Regions from separate parts of the Ovis aries genome. Here region 2 is linked to region 1. A link is a contact called in public Hi-C data. All regions are on one chromosome and are shown on one strand. Each heading gives the region's core, a stretch centred on a gene start, on an enhancer-like site or on the middle of the called end of the contact. The rest is flanking DNA. Distances are from core to core; before and after follow the strand shown. Region 1 holds the start of FBXL22 (F-box and leucine rich repeat protein 22). Region 2 overlaps USP3 (ubiquitin specific peptidase 3).

Region 1 (7,870 bases), core at 2,550-5,049:
TTGGCTGAGAATGTGGCGGCTGTCTAGGAGCTGGCGTTCAACACAAGTAGCTCCTTCGGAGACCCGGGGCCGGTGTCCTGCCCGCAGCCCGGAGGGCCTAGCGCAAAAGCAACTTGCGGAGGGCGGCGCCGGGCGCGTGCGGGCCGCGCGGGAGCTGGTCCGGGATCATGGCCGCGCTGTGCTCGGCGCGCAGCGTCAAGCGCGGACACGCGGCGCGCAGACGCCTCAGGCCGGCCGCGCTCACGTTGCGGCAGAAGTCCACGTGCAGCGTCTGCAGCGCGCGCCCGTGCGCCGCCACGGCCGTCAGCGTGCGGTTGGTGACGCGCGCGCAGTTCTCCAGGTGCAGCGCGCGCAGGCGCGGGCAGCAGCGCAGGAGACGCGCCAGGCAGTCGTCGGTGACGTGGCCGCAGCCAGACAGCGTGACGGATGCCAGGTTGGGGCACCTGCGGAGAGAACGCGGGCCCGGGCCGAGGAGGATGCGGTTAGCCTGCCGCCCCCCGGTCACGACCCCTAGCTCCCTGGCTGGTTGGTCCCAGTGCCAACTCTGGGAGACCGCATCTTATAGAGGAGTACCGGGCCTAGCTCTTGTGGCTTAGCTGGTGAAGAATCCGCCTGCAATGCGGGAGATCTGGGTTCGATCCCTGGGTTGGGAAGATCCCCTGGAGAAGGGAAGGACTACCTCCAGTATCCTGGCCCGGAGAATTCCATGGACTGTATGGTCCATGGGGTTTCAAAGAGTTGGATCCGGTTGAGCGACCTTCACTTTCATCGGACCTAGCGAGTTTCCCTTTGGGAAGTTGCCCGCGGTGACACGACCGGGATCTGAACTGGGACCCACTTCCCTTGCTCTTCTGCTACTCCACCTCACCATACTTGGCTATGAGTGAGGCCCTGGTGATCATGGCAGGACAGTACAGAGAGAGTTTCCCGTGAAGTGTCTTAGAGTCAGGCCCATTCCAACTCTTGGCCATCGGGGCCCCTTCTGAGTATTGGTTCGGAGCTCTAGAGCCCTGGTTTCAGCTCAGTTGACTGAGGCAATTACTGCAACTCCACTGGGACGCAAGCCTGCCAGAAGTCAAGATCCACAGGTAGCTAGACCCAGGCCTGTTGTGGGTACACTCAGGGACACGGGTAGCTTGTCCAGAAAGCATGGGGAGAGGGGGATGCCTCTGCACCAACCTTACCAGCAACTGCTTGGGGAAAAGATCTTGAGCAAAGGTGGACGTGGCTTCTTTGTGCTGCGACCTTGATTGTCACTCTTTACCTGGTATGTATGTTTGAGGTTGGCTGGGAGAGACTAATGCCCACCAGTGGGATTGTCCTGAGAACTAAATGAGATTAGAATTGTCTGGAGCCTGTGCAGGGCCTTCTGTGGGTGCTTCTAAGCCATGTTTCCTGGGAGCAGGCAGGACCAGACTGCTTCCAGTCAAGAACCTGTCTCATGGGTGCAGGTCTTGGCTTCCTATTGCCAGAGGAAGCTGGAGCCAGGCCACAGAGGGTTTCCCTTTCCCCATCAGCCTCCCTCAATGCCCCTGGGCTGCACCTGACCGAGCCAGCTCAGCTCCCTTTGCTTTAGGAAGGAAGGAAGGAACTAAAGTAGACTGGACATGGCTGCATCCACACACCGAGAACACCCCATCTTTCCCAGTTTGCACATCTTCCTTAGTCTTCATATCTGCCTTCCACCCCCAGTTTCTCGAATGAGGAAACTGGCTCAGGGAGCTCAAGTGATTTGCCTGTGACTTATTTGCTGTCTGACTCAGGACAAATACCTGAACCTTGCTGCACCACCTCTTCATCTGTCAAGTGGGAGAGAAACTGTTACCTTCAGCGTGGTGGTGAGGTTTAGGTAGGCGTTCAAGCCCCAAGGCTGTTAACATGATTCCTTCCTCTTGAGAACCTTTAGAATAATCCCAAGGCAGGAAGAAGCCAGCAAAAGAAACCATGGACTCCTTGCCCAGCCATCCTCAGCTGTCCCCAGGTGATTGCCAGATCTAGGTTTGCTGCACAGGTATCCGTACCTACTGTGTGCCAGTGCTACTGTGTCATTTAATCCAAAATTAGCCTGTGAGATAAGGCAGTTTATCCCATTTCACAGGGGAAGAAATGAAGTTAAATTTAAATATTTGGGCTGGGGGTCACATGGTCAGACAGTAGCAGTACTGGGGGACTCAGCCCCAAGCCCTTTGCTTTTTTATGACACTCGTGACCCTTGCTGTACCCAGACAAGTATAGTCCACACCTTTCTAGTTTGGGGGTTATACCTGCTTCTCTTACAAGAATGGAAGAAATTTAGGGCAGACTTTTTGCCCTGCATGTATCACTTCCCTGTCTGTCTACTGGGTCTTGTTAAACCCATCAAAATGGCATGGTCTCATTAGGGACCAACCCCAAATCCATCTAATTTTCTTCTATGGCCTTAAAAAAATAAATAAAGAAAGGAGGAGCCACTACACTATTTGCTTCTGTTCCTTGTTAGGCTGCCGGAATACAGCAGCTGTTAAACCTGGGTGGCAACAAGCAGACTGAACCTAGTTTGTTAGTGAACGAGGAGATCATTTCCTCAAAGGCAGGTCAGGACTGGTAAAGGCTCAGAGAGAGCCTGGCTGAGGAAGACTATTCTTTCATGGACTGCTCTGGGCAGGAGGCTGTGGCACTGAAGGGAGTCTTGCCACTGTGGGGTCGACAGGTCAAATTATAGGATGTATTTAGGACATACTTATGCCAAAAATTATTCTCTCTCTCTGAAGTTCAAATTTATCTGGGCCTCTTGAATCTTTATTTGCTAAAATCTGGTAATCCTAGACTGTGGCACAAATCACACAACCTGTCAGACTTTTTGGTTTGCTCATTTGAGAACTTAGGCTAAAGCACTCTTCCCTTCAGTTTACTGATCCTCACAGTAACTTTTGAAGATAAGTAAGTTTTTCATAAGGAAACCATTGTCTGCACCCTTGCTGGAGCCTGGATTGGTTCATCTAACCCAGAGCCGAGCAGCCTAACCCTCCTTCAGCTGCACTTCACAGGTCTTGGGGTTTGCTTGCCAGGAGCAAAGTCAAGGGGGTGAGCTGATTGCTGAATCTTGAAACCTTTTCCTGGGGCCTGACACTGAAAATGAAGGCCCAGCTGGACCCACCCAGCCCTTAATGGCTGCCAGGGAGGACAGATGCCAGAAGCACAGGAGAGGCTGAAGCCTAGTTCTTCCTCTCTGCGGAAGCAGCTCCAGGACCTGTGAGGCTAAGAGGAAGACTGGCACCCTTTCCCCCGCATAATTCTGTCCATCCTGTGGAGATTGCGTAGTGGGTGGGCCTGGAGAGTCTGCCTTGGGCCTAGTCTGAGGCTCCCCGAAGCAGAGACGTCTTGGTCTCGTAATTTACTCTTCCCAGACCCCCAGGAGCCTCCCAGAGCTCTGGATGCCAGCGCTGCTCAGGAGGCGGCCTACCTGTCGCACACCTGGAGGAGGAAATCATTGACTAGGCTCTCGTGCCGGCTGCAGATGTTCCTCTGGAGGGCGCTCTTGAGCCAGTCCTCGATGCTGCACACCTGCACGCGGCTGGAGTGCCAGCAGATGGAGAGGCTCCTGAGTGCCGGGCTCAGGAGGAAGTTGTCCTTCTTGAGTTCTGTGAGGGAACGAAAGTGCAGCAGGGACCAGAGTGCAGGGTCCTCAAACACGTCCTGGAGCTGGGGGCAGGTCCTGGCAAGGTTCTTCCTACTGTCCTTGTCCAGGAAGGAGAAGAGGTGCAGCAGGCACTCCCGATTGAGCTGGGTGATGTGCATGGTACGCAGTGGCCACACCGAGTGTGGCTGGAGCCCAGGGACCTGACCTACCTCCAGCTGCTCCTCCCCAGCTCTGGGCTGGTGGACATATATGGTTGAAGAATGGCGTTTATTTTTGGCCAACAACTGGTGCTGGCGCTCTAAGGAGGAGGGAAGCCCAGACCCAGACATACGTGCGGCAGTCTGTGGCTCGGCTTATGTTTTCAGCAGAAAAGCAGCATATTTAAGTTCAATAGCCTCCTTAAAGGGGATTTCTTTCCTTTTAGCTGACAATGGTGTTAGGCAGAGAGCTCTTTAGGCATTTTCATTCGAGGTGCTGGCTGGACCACCTTTGTCCGGGCTTGCAGTCTCTACTCACTGGGAGGGACTCTAATTGTAAATAGTATCTGGTTTTATTTCCTGGGGCATCATTATGAGTCTTCGGCTCTACTTTCAATGTGAAGAAGCCTGCTGTCTATGAAGAACTAAAGGTGATGGTTTTATGCTCTGAGGTGTAAGCAGAAGCCGTGGTCGATGCTCCTTTTCTGTGTTTTTTGTTTGTTTAGTGGTTTCCAGCCTAGGCTGAGCTACCTTCAAATCCTGCTGCCCCCCTCCAAGCAGAGGGATTTCCCAGTTGGCTCTGTTTTTACCCTGAGCTTTTTCATAAGAGATTTGTGTTAAGTAGCTTCTCGCTCTCCAAGGTTCTTCTGTGTGTGTGTCACATTTTAAACTTGTTTACTTGGCTTTTCATTTTTCCAGTTATGTGTCCTGCTGTATCTAATCTATATTTCCCCAAGTGCCAGGATGGATGAAGTAACTCAATACAAAACTGCTTGAAGCAATTATAAGTTGAAGTATTCTACTCTTGCCCTGTAAGCCAGCCACACATCCTCCTTGTGAACGTGTGTAGTTTAGTTCCCGGCAGTTAAGCCGCTAGGTAAATTGCCTGGAGGTTTTATTCATGAGTTCTCCCTTCCTAACACAACACTGAGATTTCTTAATCTGTGGACCCATTTTCTAGTACCGCTTCACTCCCAGTCCTTCACCAGACCCTACCGTATTTCCCCTCCTGTGAACTCCTATGTCTGTGTCTCCTATGTCCTGCTTGGTTTGGGGGCTGCAGTCGTGAGATGAGAACCATTGTTTCTGTTAGATGAGGCCACCTCAGTGGTTACTGTTGGTTCCTTTTCCCACATAATGAGAATTGGAAGGAATGGGAATACTGTTTCCACTTGTGTGGATGAAGCACATGTGCCAGGATCCTCTTCTGGAACTGAGGCTTGGTTGGACCTGGTGCAGCTTTGCCTGTAAAAGCAGAATGCAGCCGAGGGGTGAAAGTAGCCACTGTGGCTCGCTCCCGTGCTTTGAGGAGCCAGGTGCAGCGGTCCCCTGTGCCCAGGTTACCCCACCACTGCCAAGGTCACATGGAAAGCGTGGCTTTTCTTAAAAACAACATACATCAAGAAACAGCCAAAAGCAAGATGTATTTCTCAAGGAAAGGGTTACTAGGAACTGCTCATATTTCACACAAATCATTTTAATTGTTCAAATGACAGCTGACTAGCCAGAATCCCTCTTTGGGCTCTAGTTAAACTTATTTAAAAGGTACTGCTACACCACAGGTGTTTACTGGAAAGCCTTTAGGATTTCCCTCCTGAATCCTTTCCAAACCAGTACTTTTTAGAGGGCTGATCCCTGGAAGTAGTTGGTTCTTTCACCTTCTTAAAGGCATAGTAGTATAAGCATGCCAGCCACAGGGGAGAGTCATTTTGGTTCCTTGTGTCTCCCAAGCTGCACTTCAACAGCTCTGCTTGAGCAGCAAATATGGGCAGAGCCGGGCCACTTCGCTGCTCCTCACGTGGGGTGGTAGGAGGCACCCCAGAATACAGGGTGGGTCCACAGGCATGCCTGCCTGCAGGGAGGGCTGTGGCTCACAGCCGGGTGTTCTGACAGCTGTTCCTCCAAGCTCCTCCCTTTCTGCCCCGTGGAGCTCAGCTCCTCCACAGCCTCTGACCGGCACGGCTGCCAAAAGGAAACGTGTGATTTGGGAACTGGAGACAAAACCATTTGGGCTTCAGGCGTCTCTGTCTTCAGTTTTAGAAGACTGATAGAAACAGGCAAATGAGTAACAGAAAAACAATGGGTGTGGACACACGGTGGTTCTCACAGGAGCTTACTGTAAAGCAGGTATTGACTCTTTAACAGTGGCACTTGTTTCCCTGTTTGATCCTTTGCTCAGAGCCCCAAGCCTGGTTCCTCAGGGTAGTCTGGCTCTGATGGAGGCAAGCAGACCTCATTCTCATAAAATCAGCGTCAAGGAAGGACATGACGAAGTCACGCAGTGCGGGTGAGCTCCCATGGGACCTGACTGTGCCACTGGATGACCTGCTGCCGCCAACCCTGCCCCTCCAGGTCATTCTGTCTGGGCCCAGGTGTACCAGCAGCCCTCGGTGATGAGAGGCTCATAGAAACCTGCTACCTGTTGACTCATTCCAAAGGCCCATAGCTTGAGCAAGTACATCATCACTTAACTTAGCTCCACTGAAAGAGGTTCGGAAATAATAGTCAACCGAGAAGAGACCAGATCTTTAATGATACTTTCCATGAAACAGTTCAGGTAGGTGAAGCAGAAAAGGGCTGTGATTACAACTTAAATCAGTCACTTGCACAAGTAATCCTCTCAGCATCATACAAACTAGGCTTCAGTGGAAATGATTACCTCTCACACAACCAACACTTGCAGAGGGAAGTCTGCAGTCCATCGCAGTCAGACCTGAGGGGGAAGGTCCTCACCCAGCGAGGTGATGCACAGACCTTGGGCTACAGCATGACGCCACCCACTCCCACTCCTTCCTGCACTGTGGGCACCCTCCTGCGGCCACGCTCTGGTCCCCTCTTATCTGTTCCTGGCTGCAGAAACAGACTCTGCTCAGGAGCTTCTCCAGGGCCCACGAGAAGAGGCCACTTCAGCTACAAAGGGAACGTGAGAGTTTAGGGGGTGGCAGAGGTGGAAGTGGGATAAGTATATCTAAACAGACGTATGTACACACACTAAACCAATGAAGGAGAGGTTTGGCTTTAAGAAATAAATATGTCCCCAACCCTAGAAACCAAGCTGCTGAGTAGGTTCCACAGGTGAGATGCACATTTAACACTTAACCAGGGCCCATACACTTTACTGGTTTAATTCCATTACATTTGTCATCACTAGACACTGAGTAGAATACAGTGGATAAGCAAAGGTTTTCTCCACCATGGAGAGAGATTTGTGTTGCCACAAACTGTTTCTTTCACCCACCTGTGTGGGAGGACTTCTGAGGAAGCTTTGTTCCGAGGAGCCCTGTGCCTCAGCATGAGGCCCTGCCTCAACACTGCTCTCTGAGTGGGAAGCCACACGTGCTAGAGGCAACACGGCGCCAGGGAACAGCCCTGAAGAGCACGAAGGTCAGCTTTCGAAGTAGGCGTGATAAGGCTGCACAGTTAGATTTTCAAAATAGAAACAGGCACATTTACATCACTGGTGTTCAAGTGCACAGTTCACATGGATCCAGTCGCTTTTCCAAAGAACCTTCATGGTATCCTTCAGGCATGTCTGCTCTAGTAAAATGGAGAGAGAAACACTGCAAAATTCAAGAGAGGAGGTGTCTTCATCTCCTAGGTCAACAGTGTTGCCTGTGTGAGGACCACTTTCCCCAACATAGTAGTCTAGTCTGTTGTAAGTTCCATTTGGTAGAAAGGCCATTTTCCCCCATCAACACTGCTCGAGGCTTTCTTGTTGGAATTGTAACTGAGGCCCACGCAGTGATCTAAGTGCAAATGTTAGAAGTTACAGCTGTGTATCTTCTAAGCAAAAGAGACTGGATTCATAGGAGCGAGGTCAGAGGAGATGCACGTTTCTAGTTCAGTGACGTGATATTAATGTACTGATACAGTAGATCAAATTATGTGAGACTGTCATTTCTGCAGTTCAAAAAGTTGTGGCTCGAAGTATGTAATTTACCATTGTAAACTGTTTTAAATACATGTTTTCCTCTTGGTTTTATCTTCTGGGCTCTCTTTAAGTTGTAAGATTACATGGTGGCAAAGCTTTTTTCTCGGCAGTGAAACTAGCCCA
Region 2 (7,870 bases), core at 3,017-5,516, 130 kb after region 1:
TTGAGTTTATGGCTAACTTCTCAATTCAGAACCTTAGTACCTGTCTTGTCCCACATCTGTTCCCCTTGGGGTTGAGCAGTATCAATGAAAAGAGGGGACTGAAACTGAGTAGAACCCTGTGGGACACTCCCGGGGACAACAGCCCCTTCGTTCTCCCCTTTATTGTTTGTAGAAAAGGCTTTGTCTCCTAGGCCTTCCCTGAGGTCCAAAGAGCAGACTCAGGCAGTTACTAAGTAGGAAAGAGAGGGAATGCAGAAACAAAGGATAGCAGTTAAACAAGGAAAGTAAAGATAATAGTTCAGCAATAAAACTATTAGACCTGGTCCCAGGTCTAGTCCCAGCTCCTCTACAAGGGATACACAGAGTAATCTGATATGCATCTTTGAGCTGTTCTGCAGGAACTAAGACTCCTCCCTCCCTCCCCACCAAGTCACCAACTCACGTGGATGTTGACTGCTATACACTGAACATAATCACATAGACCCCAGACTGGTTGGAACCAGAAGGCTCATGATGGAAATTCCTGAAACACTGCCCTGCTACTTTATCACCAACCAATCAGGAAAAAGTCACACACCCTGCATCCCTCACCCTAAATTTTGCCTTTGAAAACCCTTCCCTGAAATCTATGGAGGAGTTAGGTCTTTTGAGCAAGAGCGGCTCACACTCTTTTGCTTGGACCTAACTAACTTCAGTTCTGGAATAAGACCACTGAGCCTCACCAGGAGGGGCAGAATTCACTCACATCTTACCCCAAATAGGCTGTGCTGCTGTAGAACCCAACTTGGGTCTGCTCATCCCTCATGCGGCAAATCCAATTTACCGAGACTAGGTTGTGGTGAAGGAAAGTACATTGTTAATTCCAGGCACCAAGTGAAGAGAACAGGTGTCGCATGCTCAAAAGACCTAAACTCCACCATAGCTTTCAGGTAAAGGTTCCCCACTCCCCCAGAGTTTTTGGTAAAATATTTGAATATCTTTACTGCTTTGGCAGGCAAAGGAGGACAAAGCAGGCTCCTGCTTCTCAAAAACTATGTGTCCCCTTAGGGAAGGCTTTTTAAGTGCAATGTTTGTGGTGATGGCTGTAGGGTGCATGATCTTCTTCTGATTGGTTGGTGGTGAGGAAGTAACAGGGTGATATTTCAGGAGTCTTCAATCATCAGCCTTGTGGTTCCAACCGGTCTGGGATCTAAGTGCTTTTCCTCAGTGTGTAGTCGCCACCTTCCACCTGGGTTGGGGGATGAATGTCTTAGTTCCTACAGAACAAATCAAAGATGTGTATCAGATGATGTATACCCCTTGAGGAGGAATCAGGACTCGGTTCTATTACTGAGCTATTATCATTACTTCTTCAACAGCTTTTTTGGTTTGTTTCTGCATTCCCTCTCTTTCCTACTTAGGAAATGCATGAGTTTGCTCTTTGATGCTCAGGGAAGGCCTAGGAGACTAAAGCCTTTTCCTACAAGCAAGAAACAGGGCACATGGAGGGGCTTTTGTTCCCAGGAGGGCCCCGCAGGGTCCTGCCCGGTTTCAGCGTCACAAAGAGTTGCTCCTACAAAGTAGTCTGGAAACGTGTGTTTGTGCCATGATGGAGCTGGAAAAGGAAAACCAAGGGGAAAAATATAAAGCAAGGGGGAAAAGCAAACAGTTAAAGCTGTTCCAACCAGCATTCTCCCAACTGGATATGTCCAGTTCTGACATTCTGGCTCATACATGGAAAATACATACTCATCTATTTTGACTGAGCCTCAAGACAGTATGGGAAGAGTAAAAGATACCAAGTTTAGCTGGTAAAAATAAAATGCCTTCAGCCAGTACTTTGCAGGAGAAACTATACCTGGCAGCCAGACCTTAGGAAGGGAAACAAAACAAGATGAAGGAAAAATCCCAGCAGAACTGAAGAATGTTTACATTCTTGTGACCACAAATGTGAAGTGAGCTCAGAAGCCAGCGGGAGTTGAAGAAAATAGAGTTAAGGTCGAGGCAGCGGCTGCTATGTGCAGGGCCGCCTCCTGGTTGCCCTGGCAATGGAACATCACCTTACAGGAATGAAATAATATTGAGAAGAAACCCACAAGCGCAGGAGCGTTTCCGGGTCTACAGACTTGCTGTTTTTCTCTCTGACTTTGGCCTAGGGAAGGTGGGAAACAGGGAAGGTAGCTGTGTACGGCTTTTACTCATTGGCACCACTGCCCGGGAGGAAACTTCGGGAACCCAGGACTGGCACGGATCCAGAGGGCAACCTCCTGGAGGGTGCCTGAGGGGCTGGGATCAGAGATCTACACCAACCTGATCATTCAGGAGGGGTTAGAGACAGAAGGGCCTGAGTCTACTTATTAGCTAGCTCATAACTCTTGAGCTTGTCATGGAGAAGACAAACCGAACGGAGGACATCCATGTCCCCAGGGTGAAGGGAAAGCAGATGCATACACACAATTAGCTGTAACATAAGCCAGGTTGAGGAGTGTGAGCCAAGAACCACAGAAACCCTTTTCCTCTTCGGTATTCTCTTCCTTACAGGCCATGTTTTTATAGAAAAAAAAAACTGAGCAAATACTAAGCAAAAGCAAAATTTAAGGCCACTCTGTATTATACCACCTAGAGAGGACTGTCATTAACCTTTTGGAGTATATCTTTTCAGACCTTTTTCTTATACAAATATATGCCTGGGTTCAAAACATATATATGGTCTATTTATATATATTTTTCTGAGACAGAATTATACACTATATATAGGATTTTACCTTTTGGCATCTCTCAACACACCATGAATATCTTTTCAATTAACATGTATACATTGGCATCTATCTGCATTGCATCCACTATTTGACTATAAAATAATTTAGTTAGTAATAATTAGGTAAATAGATAGGGGGGTTCCTGTCCTTCCCCTTGAGTTAAGTGAGGGGGTGGGGGGGCTCCAGGGACAACACTCAGAGAACCTGATACATATTTCTTACAGTTTTTGGAGCCAGCGTTGGTGTCAAATCTTGCCTAAGAAGTCTAAAGGGCAAAGGCAAGGTGGTTGGCAGTTGATGGACAAGATAAAGGAGAGGGGCTGTGCTTAGACTGGCCTCTAGTCCCAGGGTTGCCAGGTGAGGATGCAAGAGCATTTCCCATGGACCAACCACACACTGGAGAGAAACAAGTTGCTTGGTGATTGCATCAACATAAAGGTTACAGTGGATAAAGGAGTTCAGACTTTATTTTGATGCTAATGAGGACCCATTGGGAGGTTGAGATGGGAAACCTGGCTGTAAGAGATGAATCTACTAATTATGTGTAAGACTACAGGTGGCGGGGGAGACGAGAAGACAGGGAGTCAGTTCATAGGCTGTTACCAAAGTCTGAGAACAAGGTTCCCTTCTTCCAGGGGAGTTAGAGGATTGGCTTCAAGTCTGGTCTCTACCAGACTTGATGAACTTGGATCACTCACTTCACTTTCCTGAGCCTTAATATCACTTCTATAACAAGGGCATAAAAACAACTCCAAAGGACTTCCCTGGTTGTTCAATGATAAAGAATCCACCTGCCAATACAGGGGACGTGGGTTCGATCCCTGGTCTAGGAAGATTCTGTGTACCATGGGGCAACTAAGCCGGTGCACCACAGCTACTGAGCCTGCATGTCCTAAAGCCTGTGCTTCAAAATGAGAGGAGCCACCACAGTGAGAAGTCCACACACCACAACTAGAGAGTAGCCCCTGCTTGCCGCAACTAGAGAAAGCCCAAATGCAGCAACAAAGACCCACTGCAGCCAATTAGAAACAAAACAACCCAGGGAGTGATGAAAATTCTTTGTGCTTTGGAACCTGTTAAAGGTGATGGTTGCACAACCTAGGGAATATGTTAGATGCCACTGAAGTGCACACAGTTGTAATACTTAATCCCATGTTATGTGAATTTCACCTCAATTAAAAGACGAAAGAGAAAATAACCCAAGAGTCTGGTGGGTTTGTTTTCATAATCACCCTTATGTGGGCCAACACGAAACTAGCTTTCTTCCCATACTTGCATTAGCCCTTCTGGGCCCGGGATCTCTCCATTGCCTCAGAGCCAGCAGCTTATCTGGGTCCCCTTAACGTTGTCCAGGCTTGCAGTTCAACCTGATTATTAAAATCTCAATCACTGTGCAGTTTATAATTTCAGTATCATTCCTCCCCCACACAGAGTACGCCTGCGCTCTGCTGGGTGAGGGTGAGGAAGGAGGGCTGGGAGGTTGATCACAGTCGGAGGTTGCATAACTGGTTTGCAGTAACTTTGCTGGGGCTTCCCTCGCCTGAGTCATCACCATCTGGCTCCTGGCCGTGGCCTCGTCTGGGTGTGGCTGAGAGCAGGAGGCCCAGACTCTTCACCTGCTTCAGTCAGAACTGTACCAAAAGAGGCGGTCTCCCCATGGGCGCTGAACTAAGCTTTCCTCCAGCAGCGTTCAGACACGGAGGACCCCAGAGAGGGGCTGTTGGGGGTGGTGGACTGGTTGTCCCTCATTCCAAAGCTCCTCTCAGTGCTGGCTCGGCTGGATGACCAACTGGCAGCCTGAGGCTCTCCCCTCCCCCGCCACCACCGCCCAGCTGATGTCTAAAATCCTTCTGAGAGTCCTTCTCTGTGTCTTCCTAGCTCCTGTTCGTCCCAGCTACCTAGGGTGAAGTCGCCCTGCTGAATTCCAGCCCAGAACTTGCTTTTTCACTTTGCCACTTGTTAAGAGACACATTTAAAAGTCCCCTCTGGCTTCATGCTCGACTTTTCATTGACTCACAGCTAACATTTTCTTGCGGTGACTTAACAAGGACAGATGACAGGCATGGTTGATGGCTCCTCCCTCATTTGTCCCTGGTCTGCCACAGTCATTACATGGTGGACTCTAGGAAGATAGCCGCCGAAGAAAAATGGATGGCAGAGAGGGAAAAAAGGAAATCGATCTTAACTTTTGTCCCCAAGACAGCCTGCGTCAACTGAGAACACACCCACCAGACCCTGAGATGCCAGCACTTTAGACCTTCTGACTCTTCTGAAGGGAACTGTCACAGGAAGACGCATACACAAAGAGCAGGGGCTTTTCAGATTGGAATGGAAGAGGCTGAGAGGCCCACCCCACGCCCTGCTCCTGGCAGCTAAGGCTAAAAGTGCTTACAACACCGAAATCAAGGTACGAGACATGCAGTGCAGTAACCTCCTCTTCCTCTTTTCTGCATAAAGAACTCCTATCTATTCCCCCAAGTCCAACTAGCTACCACACTTCTGGGGAGCCTCACCCACCCACCGAGGGGCAGGCAGGACTCCCTCCTCTGTGTGCCCCATGGGGTGCACCAAGGATCCATGAAGCACTGGGTGTGGAAGGGCAGGACCATTAAGAGAGGGCCCCTCCTCGCCTCCCTACGGCTGTGCCCCTTGGAGGATCCCTGGACGTCAAATGCACATGTTCTAAGCCACCCTATTAAAAATCATATAGGCACATCCCTGGTGGCCCAGTGGCTAAGACTCCACTCTCCCAATGCAGGGGGCCCAGGTTTGATCCCTCGTCAGGGAACTAGATCCCACATGCCTCAAATAAAAGACTGCATGCCCTAACTAAGACCCAGTGCAGCCAGATTAATTAATTACTCAAAAAACCATATTTATCTGGCTGGATTTTGTTAGTCGCTTGCACCTATCCTTGAACTGTTAGCTCTCTGATGACAATAAATTTTTTTTTTTTTAAAGCGTAGCCTCAACACCTCATAACGCTGGGCACAGTGTAGGCACTTGACAGATGCGCCAGGCCGAAGCTGCCTTTCCCCAAGCCCACAACCTGGCCAGGAAGGCTGGCACCTGGCTCTTCAAAGCAGCACAGCAATTAGCTGGGCCTAAGCTGAGGGCCCGGCTGGTGGCAGCTTCCTCCTCGGAAACCCCTGTGCTGTTTGCCTTCACCTGCTCCCAGCAGCTCTTCCTGCCAACCTTCCAGAGTCCTGACACCTTTCCCCTGGTCACTCAGCACTTGACAATGGCCTTGCTCCCCAGCTCCTCCCACCACTGCCTGGCAGCTCCTTAGCACTGACCACTGCACGACTGACCCCAGTTTGTCTTAGAAGGTCAGCCTTTGGGCCTCGTGTATGGGCCGAGCTCAGTAAATTCATCTCTGAGTTAGAGAGAACATCAGTGGTGTGAACTGATGGGTCAGCGGTGGTGGAGAGAGCAGGGACAGACCTGGGGTCACATTGTGGCTCAGCTCCTAGCAGTCTGATCATAACTTCCTAGAATCTCTGTTTTCTCCACTGTTCATGGAGATTATAAAACACACACACACAGGCCCGAATTCATAGGGTTACTGTGAAGAGTAAACGCAGTGACACATACTACTAAGCTCCTGGCTGTGTGCTGACATACGGCAGATTCTCAAAAAGTGCTCACTTCCTTCCTTTCCTCCTTCCAGCTAAGTCTCTTCCTAGTCCAAAAGCCTACAAGCCTTTGAAACACACACTCCCATGTTAAACTATAACTTGGGAAGGTTATCAAACTGCTAGAAAGTGGATCTTCCCAGAGGAACAAGGATCTCAGGCGACAGAGACAACTCTGTGTCCCCACAGATCAGGAGAGGGAGCTGAAGGTGACAAAGCTCACACTCACACCTGAGCACAGAGATGAAGGCAGGGTCAGTCCACAGAGAATCAACAAGTAAGCAAAAGCTGGGGAGACCTGGGAATGACTGTGGGGTCAGAGAGAAAGAGAGGGCAGTGACCGAGAATGGATGAGACTGCCGGGGACCCTCTGTGCCCCTACAGCCTCACACAGACTCCCAAGAAGACAGAGGGAAGAAGGGGGCAGGCACCTGATTCAGTTTCCTTTTCAGATCCAGGAAATGGGGAGATTTGAGAGATTCCCAACTGAACCGAATGGCAGGGTCAGGGTTGGGTGAGCCAGAGTCAACTCACTATTCTCCCACAGGGCAGTGGTTCTGAGTGGTCCCTGGACCAGGGTGGCCTCAGCATCACCTGGGTTTGCCAGAAATGCTGATCAGCAGTGCCCGCCTCACACACTTCAATATATTTGCTGTTGTCTAATTGCTAAGTCATCTCCAACTTTGCAACCTCATGGGCTGTAGCCCACCAGACTCCTCTGTCCATGGGATTTCCCAGGCAAGAACACTGGAGTGGTTAGCCATTTCCTTCTCCAGGGGATCTTCCCAACTCAGGGATCAAACCCACATCTGCATTGGCAAGTGAGGTCTTTACCACTGATGTGGGAAGCCCACATCAATATACAGACCCAGCCGTCTGTATTCTAATAAACCCTCTGGGTAATGCTGATTCTTGCTCAAGTTTTGAGAACCATCGCCTTGGGGAAAGCTTTTCTTCACTTACCTGAAATTTCCTTCCCATTTTAAGTGGTAGGAGGTGGCATGAGACCTGAGCTCAGACACAGACTCTGCTTCTAAGTGGCTGTGTGGCCTTGGGCAAACACATCCACCTTTCTGAACCCTGATTTCCTCAAGCATAAAATACCTGCCTTGCAGGATTAACTGGTTAAGGTTGGCGAGAATGTGCAAAAAGCACTTAGCCGAGTGCCTGACACACAGCAACTGCTCATCTTCGTCATCACTATCATAACCACCCTGACTGTGAAGAGGCCCCTGGATGAGTAAAAAGTGGAGATGCATTAAGGATAATCACCAGGCCATGTGGGGATCATCTGGCTCCATGAGTGTTTAATAAGCTGTTCAGAATGCCCCTTGATGCCACTTGTCGCCTGGCTACACCCTCATTAAGCCAGGAATGACTTTAAAAAGATAACAATTCCTTTCACATTTGATGACAAACAAGCATCTAATTTGGATATAGCAAACCGAAACGTGGAGGAGAAAAACCACTCTTGCTACAATACTCCCCAGCCATGTT

The links. A called contact is a pair of places that touch in the nucleus more often than the background predicts.
Region 2: a contact with region 1 is called in a Hi-C map of liver, with 2.0 times the contacts expected there. The contact joins the enhancer-like site here to the promoter of FBXL22 in region 1. A contact is called at or near these places in 3 of 16 Hi-C or Micro-C datasets (blood and liver).

What each region holds. Positions count from the first base shown.
Region 1 is chr7:44,599,904-44,607,773 of ARS-UI_Ramb_v3.0, forward strand. FBXL22 (F-box and leucine rich repeat protein 22) reads right to left here and starts at 3,800. Exons shown (of 2, transcript XM_015096995.4): 1 at 3,443-3,800; 2 at 1-443. The coding sequence starts at 3,777. The coding sequence ends at 98. It overlaps USP3 (ubiquitin specific peptidase 3), which reads right to left. Exons shown (of 17, transcript XM_060417834.1): 17 at 6,330-7,870.
Region 2 is chr7:44,732,750-44,740,619 of ARS-UI_Ramb_v3.0, forward strand. All of the region lies in intron 1 of USP3 (ubiquitin specific peptidase 3), which reads right to left. Among named protein-coding and RNA genes, the nearest start is that of CA12, 110 kb to the right of the region's middle. Within about 2 kb of position 4,267, at least 34 of the 54 cell types and tissues checked have an H3K27ac peak or open chromatin away from gene starts, as enhancers often do. A contact at or near this core is called in liver, where this site is marked.